Linked DNA regions of Zea mays: all the other regions are linked to region 1. The links are chromatin contacts, called in public Hi-C maps. All regions are on one chromosome and are shown on one strand. The core of a region is the stretch at or near the end of the contact, and the rest is flanking DNA. Distances in the headings are between cores, read along the strand shown.

Region 1 (3,929 bases), core at 1,010-3,509:
ATGCGCCGCCTTTTCTTGTGGCGTCTCTGTAATTAGAGTATTAGACGACTACTTTTTTTGTTTTTGTTTATTTTTTGCCTGCTGTATTCCATTTCCTCAATTACCTCGGGGCTGACTGAGAACTTGCTCAGCGACTTCCACTTCCCTTATGTCTCCTAGTTTTAGGAACAAATACAATAGCTGTGCAGGCTGTAATGCGAAGCGACTGGATGGGTGGATGTTTTGATAGTTGCATTGAATACCTACATCATACATCATACTTGATGAGAAGTCCTAATATGGCTAAGCAACAGACCCGTATAAGTTAGGGCAATTTTTATGGCAGGTACATAGCGTAAATAACATAGATAGTTCGTAGAAATAACGTAAATAGTTCATAGAGATAGCATAAAACCCTGGCCAACCATTGAACCATGTCCCACGAGCAGACGCATGCATGAGGCTCCTATTTTTATGGTAGATCCAAAAATCATGATAGATCGTGTGAGTTTTCATTGCATGTGTAATAATTTTGGTAGGCATTTTCGTTTCCAACTCCATGCGGCTGATTTGATTTGAATGCTTTATTTCCTATATAAATATAGCATCTCTCCAACAGTCATGCAACTAGCAACATTAGAATCAGTTTATGATATATATTAATATTAATTATGTTACACAATGTATGTATTTATGCAATGTGGCACGCTACGTAAAAATCTATTTTGTGCTGAATATGCAAAAAAATATGATACCAAGAATGTGCGTTGAAAGAAAATATATTGGCATGTATGAAAACAAAAAATCTGATTTAAATGCTTTAATTTCTCCATAAATATAAGATCTCTCCAACAACCAATCAGCTAGGCTCGTTAGCACTAGTTTATGATATATATTGATACAAATTATACTACATTGTGTAGCTATTTATGCAATGCAGTACATTGCGTAAAAATCTGACATGAAGTGTACTGGTGGATAAAAACCTTCAGTTTTGAGCGTAAAAACCTGAAGTTATGAGCGTAAAATACTGATCCAATCTGAAAGTTCTTGCAAACCTCTTAATGTTGCTATAAATATGTATATAAAGTGACATAAAAATATGTATGTGATTGTATGTCGTCCCTCCTCCACGAACATGCATTCAGGCGTGTACCCCACCAGACACATCCATGATTCTATTTATTTGGCAGATCTTACCAATATGTCAACCATTAGGCACATGCATGCAGTTCATATTTTTATATATGCAGATCCGAAAACTATGGTAGGTCGTGGGAGTTTCTATTGCATGCGCACAAATTTTGAGGGTCATTTTCGTTTCTATGGCATACACACAAAAGTTGGATGACTGATATCGCGTAAAACATAAATTGTTACAGAAGGTCGCATAAGTACCTACACGGTATATCATATTTAATAAAAAAACTTAGTATGGACTCAACCAACAGCTGCATGCATAAACAAATGATTGGAGTAGGTCGTCACCGTAGGACGCCGTCGAAGCCACTGGATCAGAGGAGTTGTTCATCGAATGACGCCAGAGCCACCCATGCCTCACGTGTCGCCATCGTCGGAGATGACCACGCCTCGCTGAACCACCGGAGCAACCCACGTCTTCCGTGGCCACCATCGTTACTGCCGAAACCTATCGCGTCTCGCGCCACCGTCGTCGCGCACAGGGCCTAGGGTGCGCCGTCGCCGCTCGTCCACTTCAAGAGCGTCGTCGCCACTTGCCCGCCCGTCTCGGGAGCATCGTCGTCGCTCGATCCTAGGGAGTGTCGCCACCGGTGGCCTGGCTCGGGACGCCACCGCCGCTGGCCTCTAGGATCGCCACCGCCGCTAAAACTTAATCCATAGCGGTCTGGATGTGTTTTTATAGCCGCCCGAACCTGGTGCGGCTGAACCGGATGACATCGTTGGGCTAGAGCTTTCTATTATATATATTGCTTGTGTATGTCTAGAAGTGATGTTTAAATTGATCGCAATGTTGTTTTATTTTTTATATTCCATGCGGCAATGTTTTCACTTTTTACGTTTAATTCTAATTTGATTCGTTTTATCATCTAACTAGTCCCATTTTTTATGGTTTCATTTTTAATCCCGTTTCTGAAATAAAATATGAAAAAAACGGGAGGTAGGCTATCCCGAACCCGTTCGTTTTCTTCCCCTGTATTAGGCGAACATGTATACTTTCGTTTTTAAGGAACGGCCCAAGAAAACCGGCCCAGGAGAGGCCCCGTGGTCACGCATCAGGCCTGCTGCTTGTCTCGTTCACTCCTGCGTGATCTCTCTCCCTTCCGGCGACGCCTGGGCCACCGCCGCGGCCGCCCTACGCCAGGTGCCCAGGTTCTCGTCCGGCTCTTCGCCGGCGATGAGCACCCACCAGGTATGCCGACCCCTGCCTGCTGCGCGAAACGGAACGCCCGAACCCTAACTTAAGCTATCTGGCTATTCGTATTCGGATCTGATCGTAACTGCAAGTGTAGCGTATCCCCATTGTAGTATTACGCCTGCTATAACTTCAGTATCTGGCAAAAACTATCTTCGTTTCGGCGTGTGCTAGACACATCGACATCTCAAAACGTTAACGAGCGACTCTTTTTCGCAGGCCAATACGCTGCGGTTGTACCTCACCTGCATCCGGAACACTCTGGAGGCGGCGATGTGCCTCCAGGTATTCTCTTCTGCTTCTGCTCGAGGCTCCTCCTCCTGCTGCTGTTCCCAGTTCACCACGAGCGTAACGTGGATGGTTTGTCCTTTTGTTCTGGTACCAGAATTTCCCTTGCCAAGAAGTCGAGAGGCACAACAAACCGGAGGTGGAGCTCAAGTAAGTCATGCTGCAAGCAGGCAACAATGGTTGTTCAGTGCTCTTCTTCCTTGGCACATGTGCTTAACCTTCATAATTCATATCCCATTCCATGTTGACTCCTATAAATAATAACACAATTCTTGTTTGCTCGTGAATTTCCTAAAGGCTCATGCGGATATATCGTTTTGCCCTTACTAATCCATCTTCATTTTTAATCTTATTCACAGGACAAGCCCTGAACTTCTGCTGAATCCGGTGAGGGAGACTTCTTTGACAGTATCTTAAATTCATTTTACAACCCTTCATTATCGACCTTTATTTTCTTTTTGGAGACAGTGTGAGTGTGTTCTAATATGTACGAGGTAACTAAACCCAACATGGCAAAACATGGACTACTAATGATTGCAGTGCCGTCGTTTTTAGTTGGAACAAGTGCACTATTATGATACCAAGCTAAGAATCACGGACAGCTCTGTTTCATCGTTTAACATTCCTAAGTAAATTTAAGCTTGATTACTCAAGGCTGGATCTTCTTTTGACCTGCGATGGAATTTTCAGTGATTTATGTTTTGTGGAAAAAAATGGTTGCCGATATTTGTTAGAACATTTTTTTTACCAAGATACCACTTAAGATAAGTTGGTTGTTGTTGCCAAACCAATTAAGTATATGTTTGCTTGTAGATGTAACTTACATTATCCCTTATGCTTATTTGGAAGAGATTTATAAGTTCTGTTAATATTTTGAGAATTGTGACTCATACTCCTACATTTATGTACAGGTACTGATATGCCGCAACGAAGCAGAAAAATGCTTGATAGAGACTTCAATCAACTCCATACGAATAAGCATGAAGGTACACTGGAGAGCTTTGTGGGATTTTTCAATGGTTATTGGGGTATCAGTGCTGCTATACATTTGGCATATTATTTGGACGCTACTGTGATTTGATGTATGATTTGGTAGCAAAATTGTTAGAAAATATTCCTGATACAAACTAAAAAGGTGGACCCGATGGCAGTGTTTGGTGCCTGCTCACATGTGTTGCATCTGCTTGTGTTTAATACGTTTTGTCATGCAACCATTTGCTGTCTGGTATATACTTATAGCTTCTGATTGATCTGGCAGGTTAAGCAGGCA
Region 2 (3,718 bases), core at 493-2,992, 150 kb before region 1:
GGACAGAAGTCGCATCAATAGATGAATAGATTAGTATATGTAAGAGAGATAAATGTTCAAAGCGTACATCTAGCAAATGTTTTTTTAATTGGCAATTACAACAGCAAACACATGGCATTTCCATTCTCAAGAGTCAAAAGAAGCATGAGCATATAAATTATTGTGTGCTTCACAGTAATCAGCAACAGATGCAATTAACTGAACACCAATTGTGGCATGCAGTCACTTCTTTTTTTTCAGAAATATAATTGAGCCTTATCCTTCAGTTCCTGCCTAATGTACGCTGGGCAACTTCATCTCAACTAATGTGCATGAGGCATGGATGTCAGTGGAACCCTTTTTTTTAAGTCAAACAAGTTAGTTCTCATAAATCCCTGGAGGCCCTCAAGGACTGCAGCAATTACCAGTAGCAGTATCAACACTGTGTATCTGCAGGAGTGCAGGTCTACATCAGAGTCATTGAAAACATGTTGTCAATCTATCTTCAAAGCTAAATATATAGGTAGGAGTTTGAGCAAGTTTTTTTAGTAGGTTCCAGCTAACACTCGTACTGTCGTGCCATAACATTTAGTAAGGATGGAAGTGGATGCTTGTTAGGATGTTAAATTTTTGGTCTTTTTTTCTTCGATTGCGAATAAATAGGATATAGAATCTGCTATGCAAATCTGTATTCTTATTTTTAGCATTGAACTTAAGCACACCACCATCTAAAACCAATGTTCATGAAAATCAGAACCGAAACCGACACCGAGAACCGAAAAAAACGAAACTTTGGTTCGGTTTCCGGAGAAAATGTGTCCACCCCTAGTTGTGGAAGCAGATCCTCTGACGTACTGCACGGGGCAGTAGGGTCACTGCACGCGGGCCCTGTCGCACGCGGGGCCACGCGGCAGTGCCCCTCTCCCCACGTTTATTTGTGTTTTTCATAATGTGCTTAACAACATAACTAAGATTAGTACCAAATTATATGAACATCTATTTTAAAAACATTAAATCTGTCCTAATAATTTGGATGTCTACTTCCACCCAGGGCATTTAGAGCACCAAAAATGGGGTGGGTGTCACCGCCACCTCACAGTCACGGTTACCCAAAATCCCAAAACAAAAAATGAGAAATAAACAGAACAGAGGAGACGCGTCCGCACACGGCACGGGGAAGCCGCAGCAACTCACGTAACCGTGGCATAAACCTCTGAGCCAATTGCAGCTGAACCGAGGCACGGAACCGCAAGCGAAGCGGCGGCGGCCGAGAACGCACCTTGAGCACGGTCTCCATGGAGTTGGTGATGCCGGAGAGCCAGTCCCCGGCGGCGGCCTCCTTGGTCCCGGTGTCCGCGGCTGCCGCGACGGGCTCCGCGTTAACGGCGGCGTCCGCAACGGTGTAGAGGAACGCCTCAACGCGGCCGAGCAGGTCGCCGGCGTCGGCGGGTCCGAGCGCGGCGACCGGGCGGATGCGGGGCTGGCGGGAGCGGGAGCAGGAGCGGAGGCCGGGCCAAGCGGAGAAACCCCCCGGGGAGGGCAGGGGCAGGGCTAGGGTTTGGGGGCAGCCCGGGAGGTGGAGGTGGAGGTGGGAGGGCGCGGCCATAGGAGTTGGAGGGGGGCGCACGCGGGCGGCGAGGCGGTGTTCAGAGGCGGGGTAGGCCGGCTCGGACACAGGCCACAGCAAGCGAGCGGCGGCGAGTCCAACTGCAAGTGGGGCAGCACACGACACGACACAGCAAAGCGAGCACGGATTTAGTAGCAGGAGCCGCCGCAAGGCAAGCAGCGGAGGGAGCAGAGTTTCGATACGGAAGGCGACCCGATTCACGCGTGCGCGGGCCGGTGGCGGCTGCAGCGCGTCGGGCCCGCGGTTGACGGGTGGGGCTGGTCAACCTAAAGTAGGCCTTTTCTTCTATATGGATAAATGAATTGGAGCGTAAGCCCGTACGACAATTGAGATATTGGGCCGCCCGAGTGGCATTAAAATTCTACATGGCGCCGAGTGGGATTAAAATTCTGTTTCAGAAAGCAAAGTGTATGTTTATAGATAAAATAAAATTAAGGGGGTGTTTGAATACACTATAACTAATAGTTAGTTGGCTAAAAATTGGTGATAAAATTAGCTAACTAACAAATAGCTACCTAACTATTAACTAATTTACCAAAAATAGCTAATAGTTGAACTATTAGCTAGGGCGTTTGGATGTTTCAACTAATTTTAGCCACTAACTATTAGTTTTAGTGCATTCAAACACCCCCCTAAGAAAGTGTTTGGTTTGAGGGCCTAGTTAGACAGAGTGGCTTTGTTCCAGATTGTAAAGGGGTGTTTGGTTCCAAGGGGATGTTTGGTTCCTCTGACTAAAGTTTATCGTGTCATATTAAGGCCCCCTTTGGCAGGGCTCTCTCGGTGGCTCTTTTTCTGGCTCTTCGTGAAGTCATACCAAACGGTCTTAAAAAATGGCTCCTCACCAAGAGCCATCAAAGAGTTAGAGCCGTTTTGCTATTGGGAGACGAAGCACGAGAAAACAAGCTTCTATTGGCTCCTTCTATCCGGCACACAATAATGTTTCACGAAATTACAGTCTCTGCCACCGTCTCCTCGTGAGAAGCTGTTTTGCCAAATGAATTACAAAACGGCTCTGGCTCCTCTAGAGAAACCAAGAAACCAGAGGAGCCAGAGCCGAAGCCGTTAGGAGCCCTGCCAAAGGGGGCCTAAATATTTAAATATCATTATAAGTATTAAATATATATTTAATTAGTTTTAATAAATCGTCTCGTCTTTTAATCTTTATTTGTGTAGTTAATTTTATAATTAAAATATATTTAATACCCGTAATTATCATTTAAATATTCGATGTGATATGGACTAAATATTATTGATGAAACCAAACACCCCTAAGGATAGAAGGTATAATTACTAATTAGAACGGTGTCGCTCTAACTTTTATTTGGTTCGAGAGTGAAAAATAGAACGGAGCAACTCTATTCTACCTTTAGTTCTAGATTAAGAGCCTACTGACAGGAATGAGGAGTGGAGCACATAGATTCAATCATTTTTGTGAAGCCCAAGAATACAACATATTGAAGAAATGTTCTACTTTTGGAGTGGCTCCATTTCATCTAATCTAAAACTGAACCAAACATGTTATACGTTGAAATCAGTTCCAACTCTGCAATCAAACACTACCTAATTTCACTATGCAAGGATGGTTGATGGAGATAAAAAAAATAAGCATACATGTCAGGCATGGGGGCTCTAATTAAAACTCACAAGCAAAGAGCAATATAGTACATGGACATCCTAAACAACATCAGACAATTTTTTTGACATGAGGATACCCCCATTTTGATGGGACCCAATAGGTCACAGGGATATCTTTTTGAATTACTGTGTATAAGAAATTCTCTCGCTCTGATTTTTTCCAATGTCCCAATTTTTGTATTTCTGAGAATCACCCATCTCTATGCTAGTGATAAAGGTTTCCCCTAGCAAGTCACTTTCTTTCGCTTCTTCACTGTCTGTAATATGAACTTTCTCCTCTCTGTGTCTTTTATCTATGGACACTTCATTTCTATCTCTGTCTTCATTGATTTAAGGGATAAAGTCAGGTGCGTCTCATATATGCGCCAAAGAAGAGCATCACATATAATGACAAAATGTATAGAAATAAATGTCACAAATATCATAAATGTCATTATTACACAACAGAAGTCTTACAAAAATAAATGGTAATAATAA
Region 3 (3,673 bases), core at 93-2,592, 240 kb before region 1:
ACTTGAACTATATAAAATCTGGGTGTTATTATGGTAACGAATTTTGATTATCATGATCATAGTTATAGGGTAAGATAGTGCAATGTCAATGCAGCATTAAAAGTCTTTAAGAGCAATGAATAATTAGAAACACAGTGGCAGTGCTTTCCTAAACGTTAAACAGTCATTCACATACCATTTAGCCATTATTCAGGCTATATGGTCCATTAAACGAGTTAAACATCCAATTAAATGGGATACACAAACAATTAAATGAAAACGACATTACTCCCCTGTAGCATTTACAGTGTTTAAATTCAGGAGAACATCGCACAGTAATAACAAGTAATCTTAACCAACAAGATCGGAAAATACAACATGTATATTATGTTTTCCGTAGGAAGCATATAATACTTACATTATGTATCTCCAAGTGAGCAGGCCATGATGATAACTTTTTCTTGCCAGGCCTCACAGTTTTCATAACTCGGTCACACCTTATCACAAGGTTCTTGGTCAACAAAGTGTTAACAATGTCTTCCACTTCTAAATCCTTATCTGGCCCCAAAATTTCCCTGACTTCTGGATAATTCTTGATGAAGGCATTGAAATCTTTTCCACGAAAATACTCCACACGGGTTTCTTGCATGATTGCCCATCTTGATTCCAGCTGTTTGTTATCCCTAACCTTCTCAGCGAACAATTGATAAACATCTTTCTTCGGAGTTGAATTCTCCTAAATAATAGAACAGCATCAGAGAATTAGCGACAATGGCGGAAAGCAGCCAGCACCATCCCATGGCAACAATCAAGAATAACCCCTGTACCCCATGACTGATTAGAGAGCCTTCCCAGGCCAAGGAAATGGAAACTTCTAACGACCATTCCGTATCCACACGACCCACCGTACCATGGGTTTTTCCATATCTACGAAAAATCTTGAATGAATGAGAACAAGAAAAAAAATAGCCTACACCTAACTAACCGTGCGAAAACCCTAGTAAAAATCCCGCAAAACCGCATCGCATGGACCCCGGAGGAATTGAAGAGGCGAAATCTAACGACCGCGGCCCCGAATGCATAGCGAAATGTTCGTGGCACCAGCATCTACACCAAATCTAAAACACCCACGGATGAGCCGGCAACGTGTGGAGCCGAGCGGAGGAGGGAGCAAGCTCGCCTGAGGTGCGGCGCGGGAGGAGCGCGAGACGGGGCCGCCGGCCTTCTTCCCCTTGTCCTTGTCCGCCGACTTGGCGGCCGTGGCCTTGGCTCCCTTCCCCGCCATCTCGTCGGGGAGGATCTCACGACAGATTCGACAAAAAAATGTTTGGGGGAAATGTTTGGGGGATTGGGGGACCTCGGTTCGCACACTGGAACTGGAACTGCGCAGTGGGAGCAGCCAGAGGTGGGCCGTGGGCAGGCCCAGCACGCAAGAGGAACTGGAAACGGTGGGCCCTGGCCCACCGACGGTCTTACTGTGCGCGCGTGCGCTTGGAGGAGTGTTTGGTTTGACAGCACGGATTGATGGGTAGTAGGGTGAACTCTAAATTTTACGCTATTAAAATTTAACGATAGAAACGGATTAGAAACATGTTCTATGTTTATTTATTTTTACTAGAATCTGATAAAAACCTTGACTTGTTATGAAGAAATATTTAGCACCCATTACCGATCGGATAAATGGGACAAGATATTTTTACGTTTAATTAGATGGGCTAAAATGGGTAGGACGAGAATCCTTGACAAATCGTGTGCCCTTCGGTGTGGCAGTTATAAATGTTGATCGGAGTGTAATCAGATTAACCGACTCATATAGAAACTGGAATACCCATACACGCTATATTATTAGGGGTGGATATCGAGTCACAGCTCGTTACGGCTCATTATACTAACGAGCTAAACATCTGGCTCGGCTCGTTAGGAAGCTCGATCCAGTTTGTTAAGCTCGCGAGCCACACAACTAAATACAAAGATCTATGTACATAAATATATATAATCAAAAAATATATTTTAAATATTTAACACTACAAACCCAAAACCTTTATAATATTATTATCGCATCATCATACTAGCTTCTAACTTTTGATATTAAATTAAATAACCAAATATGTATTAACTTACAAATTTACAAACCATTATTATAATAAGATAACAACAAGCATCATTATAAAGCAATCCATCATTCATTCCACAAAAATGTAACATTTCATTGCACAACACTAACATCATATGCTGCAAAAAACAAAGTTCACAAAACCATAACCAATAATCAAATATTAAATATGCAATGTAGATATGTAGTCATGCAATACTACAAATATTTAATCACATGGCACATCCACACATGTCTATATCACAAATCATAACTATGAGAAAACAAAACTATAAAAGATGAGACAACACCAACGACTAGATAAACTTGTATTACGGCTTGACTTGTTTGGCTCGCGAGCTAACCCGAGCTGGCTTCATTAGAGAACCGAGCTAGAATGATAGTTTAACTCGCTACAAAATTAAAACGAACCGAGTCCAGCTATCGAGCATTTTATCCAGCCCTACATGTCATCTGCCATCCGATTGGACTTTCTACTCACTAAAAATTTCCTAGTACTCAGATTTGGGATTTTTATAATGAATTGTGCAAAAGAACACTTACAGCTCCACCTCCACCAAACAGCGTCATGTTTCAGGTACAGGATGTTCGAAGCTATTTGTGGGAGCGAGTGGTACGTCGAGTACACAGAGACAGCTAAGGTTCAAGCACAGCTTATTACAATATTAGAAATGGCGCGAATTTTAAGTGAAGCCGTTCGCAAGTACAACTTCATTTGATTCCAGATGCGTTTAATAAATGCTTAACACTCCATGCGAATTTAGCGTCAAGTAGACCGGTCTTCAGAAGATACGAAGCACAAGCTCAAACCATATCTTGAACAGACGCCGCCAGTACTCCTAAATCTGTCAGGCATGGTGTAACATTTAGTATCTCTCGTGGCGCCTGAAATTGGCAACAAATATCTGGGTTAGTCAATAACGTAAGAAAGCAGCTGTATTATGCAAGGCATGTGCTCACTTCGTTCCAAATTATAAAGTGTTTTGTTTTTTCTAGATGATGTTGTTTTTGCTATGCACTTAAATGTACACTATGTATGTATACATAATAAAAAAATACATCTAGAAAAGCTAAGACGCCTTATAATTTGGGAGATGTCTTATAATTTGTGACACGAGGAGTATTATTCAGCAATACCTGCTGCGCTCCCTGGAGCGTGAACGCTCTCTCCTCCTTGAATCATGTCCACGGGAGCGGTCATAATCCCTATCCCGATCACGGTCATGGCGCCTGTCCCTATCATGACGTCTATCACGATCCCTTTCATAATCTCTTCTACCATCTCGAGACTCAACCCTGTCTCTCCTTTCTGGTTCTCTATCCCTGGACGACCGGCCGTTGCGATCCTTGCTGTGCTCTCTTGATCTAAAAACACCAAATATACATGCTTTCAGATAACCACGATGCTGACCAAAATAGTAAGGATGTGGAATACGGAACACCATACCGTCTATCATCTTCAGCTTTGCCCGGTCTCCTTTTATTTCTCTGCTCCTGCAAGGTGGCATAGTGTATTTTATTTATTGACAGTAGAAATGATGATATTTTGCCATACATGAAGTCAGCGACAACGTTCCAAGA

Evidence for each region. A called contact is a pair of places that touch in the nucleus more often than the background predicts.
Region 2: a Hi-C map of leaf shows a contact between it and region 1, with 4 times the contacts expected there. The contact joins the promoter of LOC103625721 here to the promoter of LOC100286207 in region 1. A contact is called at or near these places in 5 of 25 Hi-C or Micro-C datasets (ear, leaf and tassel).
Region 3: a contact with region 1 is called in a Hi-C map of tassel, with 1.9 times the contacts expected there. The contact joins the promoter of LOC103625723 here to the promoter of LOC100286207 in region 1. A contact is called at or near these places in 2 of 25 Hi-C or Micro-C datasets (leaf and tassel).

The regions. Positions count from the first base shown.
Region 1 is chr5:1,393,395-1,397,323 of Zm-B73-REFERENCE-NAM-5.0, reverse strand. LOC100286207 reads left to right here and starts at 2,259. Exons shown (of 8, transcript NM_001159095.2): 1 at 2,259-2,368; 2 at 2,591-2,656; 3 at 2,757-2,809; 4 at 3,019-3,046; 5 at 3,571-3,645; 6 at 3,918-3,929. The coding sequence starts at 2,354. LOC100383900 reads left to right here. Exons shown (of 6, transcript NM_001362222.1): 6 at 1-227.
Region 2 is chr5:1,539,799-1,543,516 of Zm-B73-REFERENCE-NAM-5.0, reverse strand. LOC103625721 (inner membrane protein PPF-1, chloroplastic) reads right to left here and starts at 1,742. Exons shown (of 12, transcript XM_008646114.4): 1 at 1,259-1,742. The coding sequence starts at 1,585.
Region 3 is chr5:1,628,645-1,632,317 of Zm-B73-REFERENCE-NAM-5.0, reverse strand. It overlaps LOC103625723 (translocation protein-related), which reads right to left and starts at 1,342. Exons shown (of 5, transcript NM_001157710.1): 1 at 1,160-1,342; 2 at 398-715. The coding sequence starts at 1,264. It overlaps LOC100191822, which reads right to left. Exons shown (of 13, transcript NM_001367158.1): 11 at 3,540-3,586; 12 at 3,230-3,457; 13 at 2,585-2,977. The coding sequence ends at 2,959.